Linked DNA regions of Mus musculus: region 1 is linked to region 2. A link is a contact called in public Hi-C data. All regions are on one chromosome and are shown on one strand. Each heading gives the region's core, a stretch centred on a gene start, on an enhancer-like site or on the middle of the called end of the contact. The rest is flanking DNA. Distances are from core to core; before and after follow the strand shown. Region 1 overlaps Pde8b (phosphodiesterase 8B). Region 2 overlaps Pde8b (phosphodiesterase 8B).

Evidence for each region. Hi-C and Micro-C count contacts between places; a contact is called where the count stands out from the background.
Region 1: a contact with region 2 is called in a Hi-C map of cerebral cortex, with 1.7 times the contacts expected there. The contact joins two enhancer-like sites. A contact is called at or near these places in 3 of 484 Hi-C or Micro-C datasets (cerebral cortex, nephron progenitors and rod photoreceptor), 1 of 115 datasets of contacts at active chromatin or transcription factors (VIP interneurons) and 1 of 9 other capture datasets (liver).

What each region holds. Positions count from the first base shown.
Region 1 is chr13:95,174,542-95,180,001 of GRCm38.p6, forward strand. The region is part of intron 1 of Pde8b (phosphodiesterase 8B); the gene reads right to left. Among named protein-coding and RNA genes, the nearest start is that of Pde8b, 46 kb to the right of the region's middle. Within about 2 kb of position 3,005, at least 16 of the 459 cell types and tissues checked have an H3K27ac peak or open chromatin away from gene starts, as enhancers often do. A contact at or near this core is called in VIP interneurons and cerebral cortex, where this site is marked.
Region 2 is chr13:95,078,673-95,084,250 of GRCm38.p6, forward strand. It overlaps Pde8b (phosphodiesterase 8B), which reads right to left. Exons shown (of 22, transcript NM_001374003.1): 10 at 4,442-4,502. The region is part of intron 1 of Gm41025 (a long non-coding RNA gene); the gene reads left to right. Among named protein-coding and RNA genes, the nearest start is that of Gm41025, 31 kb to the left of the region's middle. Within about 2 kb of position 2,604, at least 38 of the 459 cell types and tissues checked have an H3K27ac peak or open chromatin away from gene starts, as enhancers often do. A contact at or near this core is called in VIP interneurons and cerebral cortex, where this site is marked.

The DNA of each region.
Region 1 (5,460 bases), core at 1,755-4,254, 96 kb after region 2:
CCTCCCACATCCAAAGCCCAAAACTCCAGAGGGAAATTGGAACCTAAGAAAAAGCTTTGAGCAGACCCGAAAACATCCAACCAAAAATTTTTAGATCTTAAAAAAAAATAGTATTTAAAATGAATAATCAGTGAAAATATTGAACAGCTGGTAAACTATGGCTGAACAGAGAACGAGTAAGCTGCGGGCGACCTGGAGAATGAACGGACACGATGGTGCACACCTGTTTGGAATCTTAGCACTTCGGAGGCTGAGGCAAAAGAACCAAGAGTTTGAGGCCAGCTTGGGTGACACACACAAAAAAAACCTCTGTTGTTTTGTTTTGTTTTGTTTTGTTTTAAATTAGAACTATATGTCATAGATATTGAAGAGTGGAAAAACCTTGGTGGAGTCAAAAGAGAGTCTGACGTGAATGTACCTGGGTGTGGTGTTTTGTATATGCTCAGCCCAGGGAGTGGCACTATTAGATGGGGTGGTCTTGTTGGAATAAGTGTGGCCTTGTTGGAGTGGGTGTGTCACTGTGGGTGTGAGCTTTAAGACCCTGCTCCCAGCTGCCTGGAATCCAGTATTCTGCTAGCAGCCTTCAGATGAAGATGGAGAACTCTCAGCTCCTCCTGCACCATTCCTGCCTGGATGCTGCCATGCTCCTGCCTTGATGATAATGGACTGAACCTCTAAACCTGTAAGCCAGCCCCAATTAAATGTTGTCCTTATAAGAGTTGCCATGGTCATGGTGTCTGTTCACAGCAGTAAAACCCTAACTAAGACACTGGGGTTGAGGAAACACTGGCAATATGGGGCAGAAATATCTTGTGAGAAGGTCTTGGCTGAGAATAATTCAGATACGATAGAAGACATCAATTTTGTGGATTCAGGAGAAGACCCAATCCTAAGCAGCACAAATAGAAGAAGTCCACACTTACACACATTGCTATGAATTGGCAGAAATCAAAGACAAAAAAATGAACACTAAAAGCAGCCTCAGGGGTGGGGGTGGGAGGAGTCAGATGACCCCAGTGAGTCCTCTTTCGAGGGACCATTTCTTAGAGGCAGTGTGCTTAGATAGCATCCTGTCAGGAAGGCTCCACCATCCTTGGTTATACATGAAGATTCCAAGGCACAGAAAAGCTAAGAGCTCCCCAGGGTCACACAGCTGCCAAAAGCCTGGGATTGAAGACCTGGGCACCTGACCCCACAGGCCATCCCCTTATCACTGTGGTTAAATGGCCTCCCCAGCCACCAACAGTGGCTCTGAGAGCCACAAAGTACAGACTCCTGCTGTCACAGATGGCCATTTACTAAGAGCACCTGTATCATACGCTTTTAAAGTCTGACCCAGAAAGAACATGGTTCAGCCTAGCTGCACCTCCACAGCCGCGCTAGGTTTCCCTGGCTTCCTGCTCCTGCACCTGGGCAAAGGCTGCACCTTGTTCTCTGCACTTCTCAGGAGACCTGGGTTCACCCACGACCTGTGCTGGAAAGTGATCACAGATCACGCTCAGTTATAGACAGACTGAGGCCTCTCCACTTTGACTGTGGCCTCTGAGGGACAGCCATTGCTGGGCAATAAAGAAGGGACAAGCATTCTTCCATGAGGAAGAGGACTCTTCGGCTGCAAAACCGGGGGTAATGAACTGGGGGTAATGAACAAGAATGGCATCCTAGACCCTCAACAGTTGTTTACATAAGTAAAAATAAGTCTTTTCTCAGAAGCATGACACTTAGGGAAAGAAATGTCCCTGTCCCAGGCCCTTTGTGCTTACACCGCTGAGAGGGAGGAGTCTCCTTCTTCCCCTCCCCGCTTCCCCATCATCACAGAAGGGAAAAAAAAAAAAAGAAAGAAAGAAGGAAGGAAGTGACTGAACTCCATGGACAGAAAGAACAAGGATTTCAGAAGTTCATGACCTTGTTATGACCTTAAACTTCAAAACAGAGAGGCCTTGTGCGTTTGACTACTCTGTTCCTTACTATGTAATTGTGACCTCATTGATAAGACTGGGCCATCTGTAGTGGCTGGCACAGAGCCTGACAGAGTGGGCACCTGTATCCAGTCGGACACGAAGCCAACCGTGCATGGCTGCACGTGCTCTTGGGAGGGGCTGGTATTGGCTGCTTCTCTTTTATAACAGGAGAGAGCCAAGAAAAGCAGCAATGCTGTCTTAGCCCTGTGTGTGCTGCTGTGACAGAGGCCCTGAGGATGGATAATGGGGAAAAGAACAGACATGGCTCTCTGGAGGCTGCAGAGTCCAAGCTCCAGGGTACAATATCATCTCTTCGCAGAAGGTGGAAGGGTAAGACATGTGGACCAAAGGTGGACTGTCCTCTTTATATGGACACCAGTCTCAGGAGGCAAAGTCCGTAGGGCAGCCTGTGTTCTCAACCTGTGGGTCATGACCCCTTAGAGGGCTGAACAACCCTTTCACAGGGTTGCATATCAAATAACCTGCATATCAGATATTTATATTATGATTCATAACAGTAGCAAAATTGCAGTTATAAAGTAGGAACAGAAATAGTTTTAAGGTTGGGGGGTCACAACAATTTGAGAAGCTGTAAGGGGTCTAAGCTTTAGGGAGAGTGAGAACCCTGCTGTAGGACCTGACTACTTCCTAAAGATCTCCTTCTCAGAGGCACTGGGATTGCAGCATGAGTTTGGAGGGGGTCAACAGTCACCCCAGAGCACACAGCCATTGTGTAATGTGTTTGGGGGATGTGTTCACAGAACCTCCCCACAGGAGACACTCGGGCACACAACCTGGAGATGGCTGAGCATCAATTTATGGTTGTTTTTGTTTTCCAAAACCTCCCTGATTTCTGAAGGCTCTGACAAAAGCATGCAGACGCCATCAGCCAAATGGCTTCTTTTGTGCTGGAATGCTTGCCCGAGAATCTTCGCTCCTCTAATGTCTCATCAGTGGAAAATGAAGTACTTCTAAAGTGGCACGCTTCAAGAGAACAGGAGCAAATGGCCTTGACAGCTGATAAGCCCGGGTGCCACTAACGCTTTCCCAGCCCTCCCTCTGCTGAGTAACTGCAGCAAATGTGGCATCTGCATCCCACACGTTCCTGAGACAACCGTTTCTTCAGAGAATGCCGTCAGGTAAATTAAGGACAAAGACAAAGCCTTCCTTCAAACCCCCCAGTTTCTCCTTGGTGACAAGGCTTTACTCTTTTCCTTTATTTATTGATATTTGCTGCCACTTGGTAGATACAGCCATGAAAGGTCAGAGAGTCTGAGCTATGCTCCTGCATCTACACTGCCTAGTCCAAAAGGCAAGCACCTGGGCTGGAGTTCATTATCGTTAATAAGCTCTGAGACAACTCATTGAACCCCTCTGAGCTGGAATCTCCTTCCACTGCCAATAGCACAGCACTTCTATAAAGATTAGCCCAGCGCTCATGGCGTGCCTTTCAAACCAGACAATAACTCCACACATCTTTCCCTACTGTTGGACTGTGTATTGTTATACTTGCTACTGATTTCCTAGGCCCAGATCTTTGTCCCTACTCCCTGACCTTGATTCATCTTTTTTTCATAGATGTTTTTTCATACAATATATTCTGATAACGGTTTCCTTACCCCCAACTCCTCCCAGATCCTCCTTGCCTACCCAAATCTACGCCCTTCCTTCTTTCCTTTCCTCCTTCTTTCCCTTCCTCCTCCTTTCTTTCCTTCCTTTCTTTCTTTCTCTCATTAGAATACAAACAGGCATCTAATAGTAGTAGTAGTAGTAGTAGTAGTAGTAGTAGTAGTGGTGGTGGTGGTGGTGGTGGTAGTGGTGGTGGTGGTGGTGGTGGTAGTAGTAGTAGTAAAATAAGATAAAATAAAATAAAATAAAAATCTATTTTGGCCAAAACAAACAGAAAAAAAGAAAGGCAAAGAAAAAGCACAAGAAACATGGGGACTTCTTTTAGCTCTAGGCCCCAGCTGGTGCAGACCTGCATGGGGCTGTGCATACTGCCTCAGTCTTTGGGTCAATTATGCTAGTTTAGAGGTTTTTGTTTTCTTGGTGCCCTCCATCCCTCTGGTTCTTATACTCATTCAACGTCCTCTTCCACAGTTTCCTGAACCCTGTGGGGAAGAATTTAATGGGGTCATCCAGTTTAGGGCTATTTCTCACTCTCTGTTCATTGAGCTGGACTCATCTTTATTCTTCTATAGAAATGCTTCTATAGAGTGTCCAAGTCAGGCATGGTGGCAAACGCCTTTAATCCCAGCACTTAGGAGGCAGAGGCAGATGGGTCTACATTGTTGGAGGCCAGCATGGTCTACAGAATGAGTTCTAGGAAAGCCAGGGCTACACAGAGAAACCCAGTCTGAAACAAAATAAAACAAAACCAGGCATGATGTAGGTGTCCAGAGCTGCAGTCCTGCTCCGACACTGAGGACCCTGTAGCTCTGGCTTTATGTTGGGAGTTGAGTCCAAGCTGGGATGCCTGCAGTTTACATCAGTCTGATTCTACTGTGAACAGTGCCTAGGTTACTACCCTACTCAAGTGTGGATGTCCTCTGCTCTCACTATCCAGCACCTTTCCTGGCACGAGGGTAGAGGATGACGTAGGAGGTGTCTCCCCAGCCCCTGTCCACACACTACTCCATGATCACAAACTTAAACCAAACATATAATCAAGAAGACAATCAAGTGAGGGTGCATGTGAGAACACAGCATTTCAGGGACCTTGGGAAACAATTTGATAATTGTCTTAGTCAGGGTTTCTATTCTTGTATAAACATCATGACCAAGAAGCAAGTTAGGGAGGAAAGGGTTTATTCAGCTTACACTTCCATGATGCTGTTCATCACTAAAGGAAGTCAGGACTGGAACTCAAGCAGGTCAGGAAGCAGAAGCTGATGCAGAGGCCATGGAGGGATGTTCCTTACTGGCTTGCTCAGCATGTTCTACACTTGATCTTAGCCAAAAGGCTGAGAAGCGATCAGTGTGTTCTTTTATAGAACCCAAGACTACCAGCCCAGGGATGGTCCCACCCACAGGAGCTCCTCCCCCTTGATCGATAATTGAGAAAATGCCCCACAGCTGGATCTCATGGAGTCACTTCCCCAGCTTAAGCTCCTTTCTCTGTGATAACTCCAGCCTGTGTCAAGTTGACTCACAAAACCAGCCACTACAGCAATATATTAAGAAGCTACCATTCAAACTTAGTTCTACTGGTGTGATTCTACTTGAGAGAAAGAATAAAAACAGAAGCCCTACAAAACACATATATAAATATTCATATTAGCATTCTTTATAAAAGCAATAGATTAGAGCCAAGACAAATGTCCATCCTCTAATGAAGAGATAAATCAAATGATATATATACATACAACATAATCCTATCTGGAAATTAAAAAGGAGGAGGAGGAGGAGGAAAAGGACAGACTATTCAGACATGGTACACCACAGATGCACACTGAAATCACTGTGCTAAGTGAAAGAATCCAGACGAGACTACACATGT
Region 2 (5,578 bases), core at 1,354-3,853:
TTCATCTGGCGCAGCACTATCAGACTTCTGAGTCTCATGAAGCCTGTCACAACCAGCTTTATCAGACGCCACCACCACCACCACCACCACCACCGTTACCAGACTACAAATGTTTCTCCTTAGAGTCAAGACCTTCTGGACACACAATCCTACCAGGAGTTACCACAATACCACCAGTGTTCCTTCTGTGTCCTCCTTCCCTGTCATACATTCTGTGCCTTCTGTCCTCAGCACCCCTGGCTAGGAGAGGCTCCATTCAGTGCTCAGGGGCTGCCTGTTCAAAATGTGGTTTTCCAATATTAAAGGCCTTTCCTTAAATAGTTTCATATAAATATATAAGAAAGCTAAATGAATAAAAAATGTGGATAGCTTTGTTGATTTAGTGGCTTTCCCAAGTGTATCAATAAATATTTCAGGACACCTGCTGTAAGACACATTCATCCTAACTGCCTTGTAGCGTGTCAGAGACAGAAAGCACACTCTAAAAGGAGTGGCCACTCTCAGAGGCCACTGGAGTTGGAGTTTCAGTAGCCTCTCTCTTCAACTGTATGGAGTCACACTCGGATGTGCACCTTGAAGCATAAGCTGATACTGTTTGTAATGCCATGAGAGGCATGATGCTTTTATATATGGGCCAAGCTCAACATGGAATCTCTTTGGCAGGACCAGTGTTCGGTTAGCCATGAGCCAGGGCTAGTTGCTGCCCCCTGAGTCTTGAAGCCACTGACCTAGGCCAGTAGCTTTCAAACAAGACAAGGTACTGTGACCCACCCTGGGGGACATTCCAACTTCACAATTCTAACACCTCCCCCTCAAAAATAATCTGTACCTTAAAGTAAGGTTTTACTGTGGTGGGCCACATTAGTTCTCACTTCTGTCCCTGCTGTCCTCAGTGTGTTGATACTGTGATGCCCAAGTGTCAGTGCCCAGGCTGGTGTCAGGCTAAAGTAGGCACAGTGAAGCTGCCCAGGTAGCCTAGCTCATTGAGTCTAACAGCTGCTCTCCATTTAGAGGTCAGGTGACTGGAAACATGAAGGGAGATTGGGGGGAGCATCAGAGGGTTCTAGAAGTGGGGTCCCCACCTCCCAGCTCTGTGAAGCACTGTGTGACATTGGGCTAGAGCATTTGCCTTCTGCCCTCTAGCAGCTGCTACTTTAAATGGTTGATTAACCAGAATATTTTGTCTGAGCCTGGCTTCTTTGTTCTCCTCACAAATATACACAGTGGAAAGGGAGGCTCTCTCCAGAGAGCTATGTTCTCTGACTCTTTAAGAAAATCACTTCCTATGGAATGGGGAGACATGGGCGCCTCCCCAGTGGCTTCTCCATAGCCCCATGTGTCACACCTCCACAAGAAGACTAGGCAACCTGGTGAACAGTGCACTGTAGCCCTGTCCTCCTGCATGCTGGCTCCGCATGTGCTCTTCCCCTTGGATTCAAAGCACATTGGCTTTGGGAATTGCCATGTTCACCCTATTGTCATAGTCAAGAAGAGGAATCGAACACTCAGGCATGGAGGGATGGCAGTAAAGAGGCCCCTCTGCTTTCAACAGGCTCCCTGCCTTAAGGCCAGACTCCAGGCCAGCTCAGAGGGAACTGGCATGGTGATGTTGTCTTTAGCACCCCTTTCTCTGTTCGAGTCTGACTGGACCAGGGCTGCACCAGGCTAGATTCCTGCAGTTCTACATACGGTTTCTGATTTAGAGCCAGACCTTGTGAGAAGGCAAATGGATCAAGGGACCTAGGATTTTACATGCTCTATGTGGTAGTAGAACAACTCTGACAGGCTCTGAGACGGGACAGTGGTGGCATGAAGATAAAGGATGTCCAGACTGGGTAAGTCTGGGAAACCTAGGCTGTAGGTGGCATAAGCAAGTGGGAAATGCAGGAAAGAAAATGACCTTTTACCACCAAGGTCGGCAAGTATCTCCTGTAGAGAGTAAGACAGTAAATGATGGAGGCTTTGTAGAGCCAGAGGCCTCTGTGTAGTTGTTCTGTTCTGGTACATGTAAAGGCATGGGAAGAGAGCATGGTCACGCTCCAACAGATGCTTTCCTCAGAGTCCTCAGGCCTGGGGTTTGATGCCTGTACAGTTTCAGTTTTCTCTCCCTCTGGGTTCCACTTTGTTTAATCTGTTTACCTGTCTCAGGCCCATGGCTTCTGGGTGCCCATACTGAACTAGGTGGAGCTCTGGGGAGCAGGTGTGGGCAGCAGACATACTTTGGCTTATCGCTCAGAGCTTACAGATTAGAAAGAATCTTTGGTGATGACGAACACGACCAGACGTGAGCTCTCTGGCACACAGCTCCATTCCCTGCTCAAATGCTAGCCCATGCACTGGTTGAGTGTGACATCAGAGCTGGACCCCAGGAGCAGAAGCTCAGAACAAATGCCTGCAGACAGGCCGCTCTGCTCCAAGAGCCCTCCCCAGCCCTGAGCAATCTCCATGGCTTTAGCCTTCTTTGGGGAGAAAGAAAAGGACTGTAGCCAGCCAGAGGGACAAGACGCTTTACTATTGGAAAAAAATCTAAGAGTCTCAGGCCTGTGCAGCACCATTAGGTGACGTCAGTGGCTCAGGGGATCTAAGCTCTGTGCTTTCACTCTTCTCAGAACAGCAACTGATTCATGGTAGCAAAGGGGTTTCTATTTAGAGCTGCAGAGGAGAGGCGGCCTCCGTGTCCTGGCATCCTATGCTAACGGCCTGCCCGTTCCCCGTGGGCAGCAGGCAGAGTTCACAGGAGGCCAGGACTGAGACACTCTACTTTCCACAAGCTAACCAATGTCCCCAGGCCTACTATGTACTGGCAGCTGGGTATACAGAGGCTGTGACACTGCTAGAGAGCAGAGGGCAGTTTAGCACACAGACAGCTATGACAATGGGGAAGGGAATAAAGGGGCCTAGATTCTTGGGCTGAGTCATGAAGCACCAGTAGGAGCTGGGGCTGTAGAGGTACAGGGGTTGATAATGGGGGCACTGGAAGTTGTTTCACTAGAGGAGAAACCCTGGAATGAGCACGAGTGAGGAGAAGAGAAGGAAACTGCCTAGCTTACAGCTCCATCCCTCACTAAAATGCAAAGTCATGAGCTGATCTGGGTGTTGCATGGGGCCTGGCCAGGAGCCACCATCATGGCTTCTGTAGAAAGACGTGCTGAATCTTAGACCAAAGACCTAAGTTGTTCCTGCTTAATTTCTGGCATGAGAATGGATGCTGCTAAGTCATTGTGTCCTCTCTTGTGGATCCACATCCTGAAAATGGTGGCCGGCACTACTTTATGTGTATACAGTAGTCATCTCTAGATGGACACCAGGGTTCCATGCCCCCGTCTTGTCCTGTCTCATGCAAACCTCATCCTTCCTCCTGGTATGGATGTCTCAGTGAGACTGCTTGATGACGTTTGGTCCCTATGACCTATTCTCTTCCTTCCCACGGTCTCCAAGGTCTTTCCTCTCAGCACGAGTTATTAATACATCCTTCTCTGACCCTAGATTAGGTTCTCAGTGGTGAAGGAAGCATTTTGGGTTGGACTCAATCTTATGAGCAAGGTATGGCCACAGATACTTTTGTCACCTGGGGCTCCATGAAGCTCGCTCCACCCAGCCCCTCTGCCCGTCTGGAATTCTCTCTCAGAGGAGCCCTGAGGGCTTCCATCTTGCTGCTAGTTCAGCTCCCTCACCTGGCCACACCTCTCGCTCCCCCTCAAGTCCCCACTGTGTGAGAAAAGAATGGGATTTTGCCTTTGAAATTCCTAAAAGACACTGCTCCTTCTCTGATAGCCACGGGTCATATTTAACACACTCAAGGTAGCTTGCTCATAGCCATATTTATTTCATACTTCATACTCCATGGATTATAAGGTATGATATGGAAGCTACATGAGCAAATGGTAAAACTATAAATCACACACACACAAAAAATACCTGAAACACTACTGTAACACTATAAAACTACCTCAAAACATTCTTACATCTACCAACTTGCTAAACTCTGCTACTTCAGAAGACAACATTCAAAAGAAATGATGTATGGGGAAAGAAAATCACAGTGCTAATTTGGAGTGGTTCTTATTTTGGCTGCTAGCTGGAGGCGTGACTGCTCGCAGGGGTATGTACTTTCCTTTTGTTTAAGAAATTAAGATGGGAAATGGGACTCTTCTTTTTTAGTTTTGAGGAAGCATCTTATGTTCCCTTAAAATATCTTAGCCTGGAGAGAGCCATGAGGCATATAGCATGAACCAGAGCACACACTCCTAACAAAGCAAGACAGGCTTGTGGAGAACCGAAAACCAAACCAAACCAAACCCCAAGCAGCTGCCAGAGGTTTCCCCACACACCTTTTTAGTCAGCAATTACAAGAAAATATGGAGAAAGACAAGTGGAGAACAGGGGTGAGAAGGACGCATGGGCAAGCTGAGGAAGCGGCAAAGGACACTGAATACTGTACCTGCTTGTTACTGTCAGTGGTACAGCACAGCTTCTTGAGGGAGACAAAGTGCCTAATTTTCCTAATAACATAAACAGTCAGTGATTAGTGAGCCAGGCGGGAGAATAAGGCAACAGGTCAGCACACGGACAAGTCTCCTCGATGCTGAGCTCCAAGGCCTTCCTCACGCAAATATGATCACAAGCCCCGTACCCCCGAGGAAGCCTGGCTACTGTGGACGTACCACCCTCGTGGGCCTGCCATTTTCAGGGACTGACATGCCACCACAGGAAAGCCGGCTTTCATTCGGCTGACACAAACGTCATTGCTTACATGAAAAGCAGAAGACTCATTCGGAAAGTGATGAGATTTTGTTGGTCGCTGTTTTTCTCTCTTAAACATCCTATGCTGAGCACTGTGGCTCATCGTAAGGATGGCATTTGTTGTTTTTGTTGTTGATTTTGTTTTGTTTTGTTTTGTTTTGTTTCTTGTTTTCTTGGTTAGAGGAAAAAGTGCTCTGATTTAAAAGTCATGAATCCAGGAACTTAGCCTGTGGTCTTGCTCATTATCACAAGGAAAATGGGGGGGTTGGGGGGGAGGCACATGGCCCTGTGTAATTAAGCTCAAGGTAGATCTTACCCTGAGGGTACAGCTCTGACTTACACTATGGAAGCCTGGATACCCAGAAGCCTCTGGGGCACCCCTTTCTATTCTCTGTCTCTTTCTTCTTCTTCCTGGTTCCCTTTACCCTGGAGGATTCTCTGAAGAGAACATGGGAAAATACTGATGGATCTTACAAGACGAACGTCACCCAAGCGAGAAAGAGTAAAATGTCCCTATTTTTAATCTGAATTGCCTCTGAGAGCTCGCTGCCTACAATTAGGGAAAATCACACAAAATCACGTCTGGATAAAAGGACTTTTTTCCCCTCATCTGTCAAATCAGGAAATTTTATTCTGATAGAAAGTACCAGGCAGTAGCATGTCTCCTCCACATCAGCTGCCCACTGATTCTAGTCAAACACTGAACAGGACTCAGCTCCCCTTTCCTAAGAGCGACCATGAGGACACCATGTCCGTCTCAGGCACCCACCATCTTCCTGTGGCTCTCCAAAGGCCACTGCTGGGATCTCTGACCCGAGGCAGTGTCTGTGGGAAA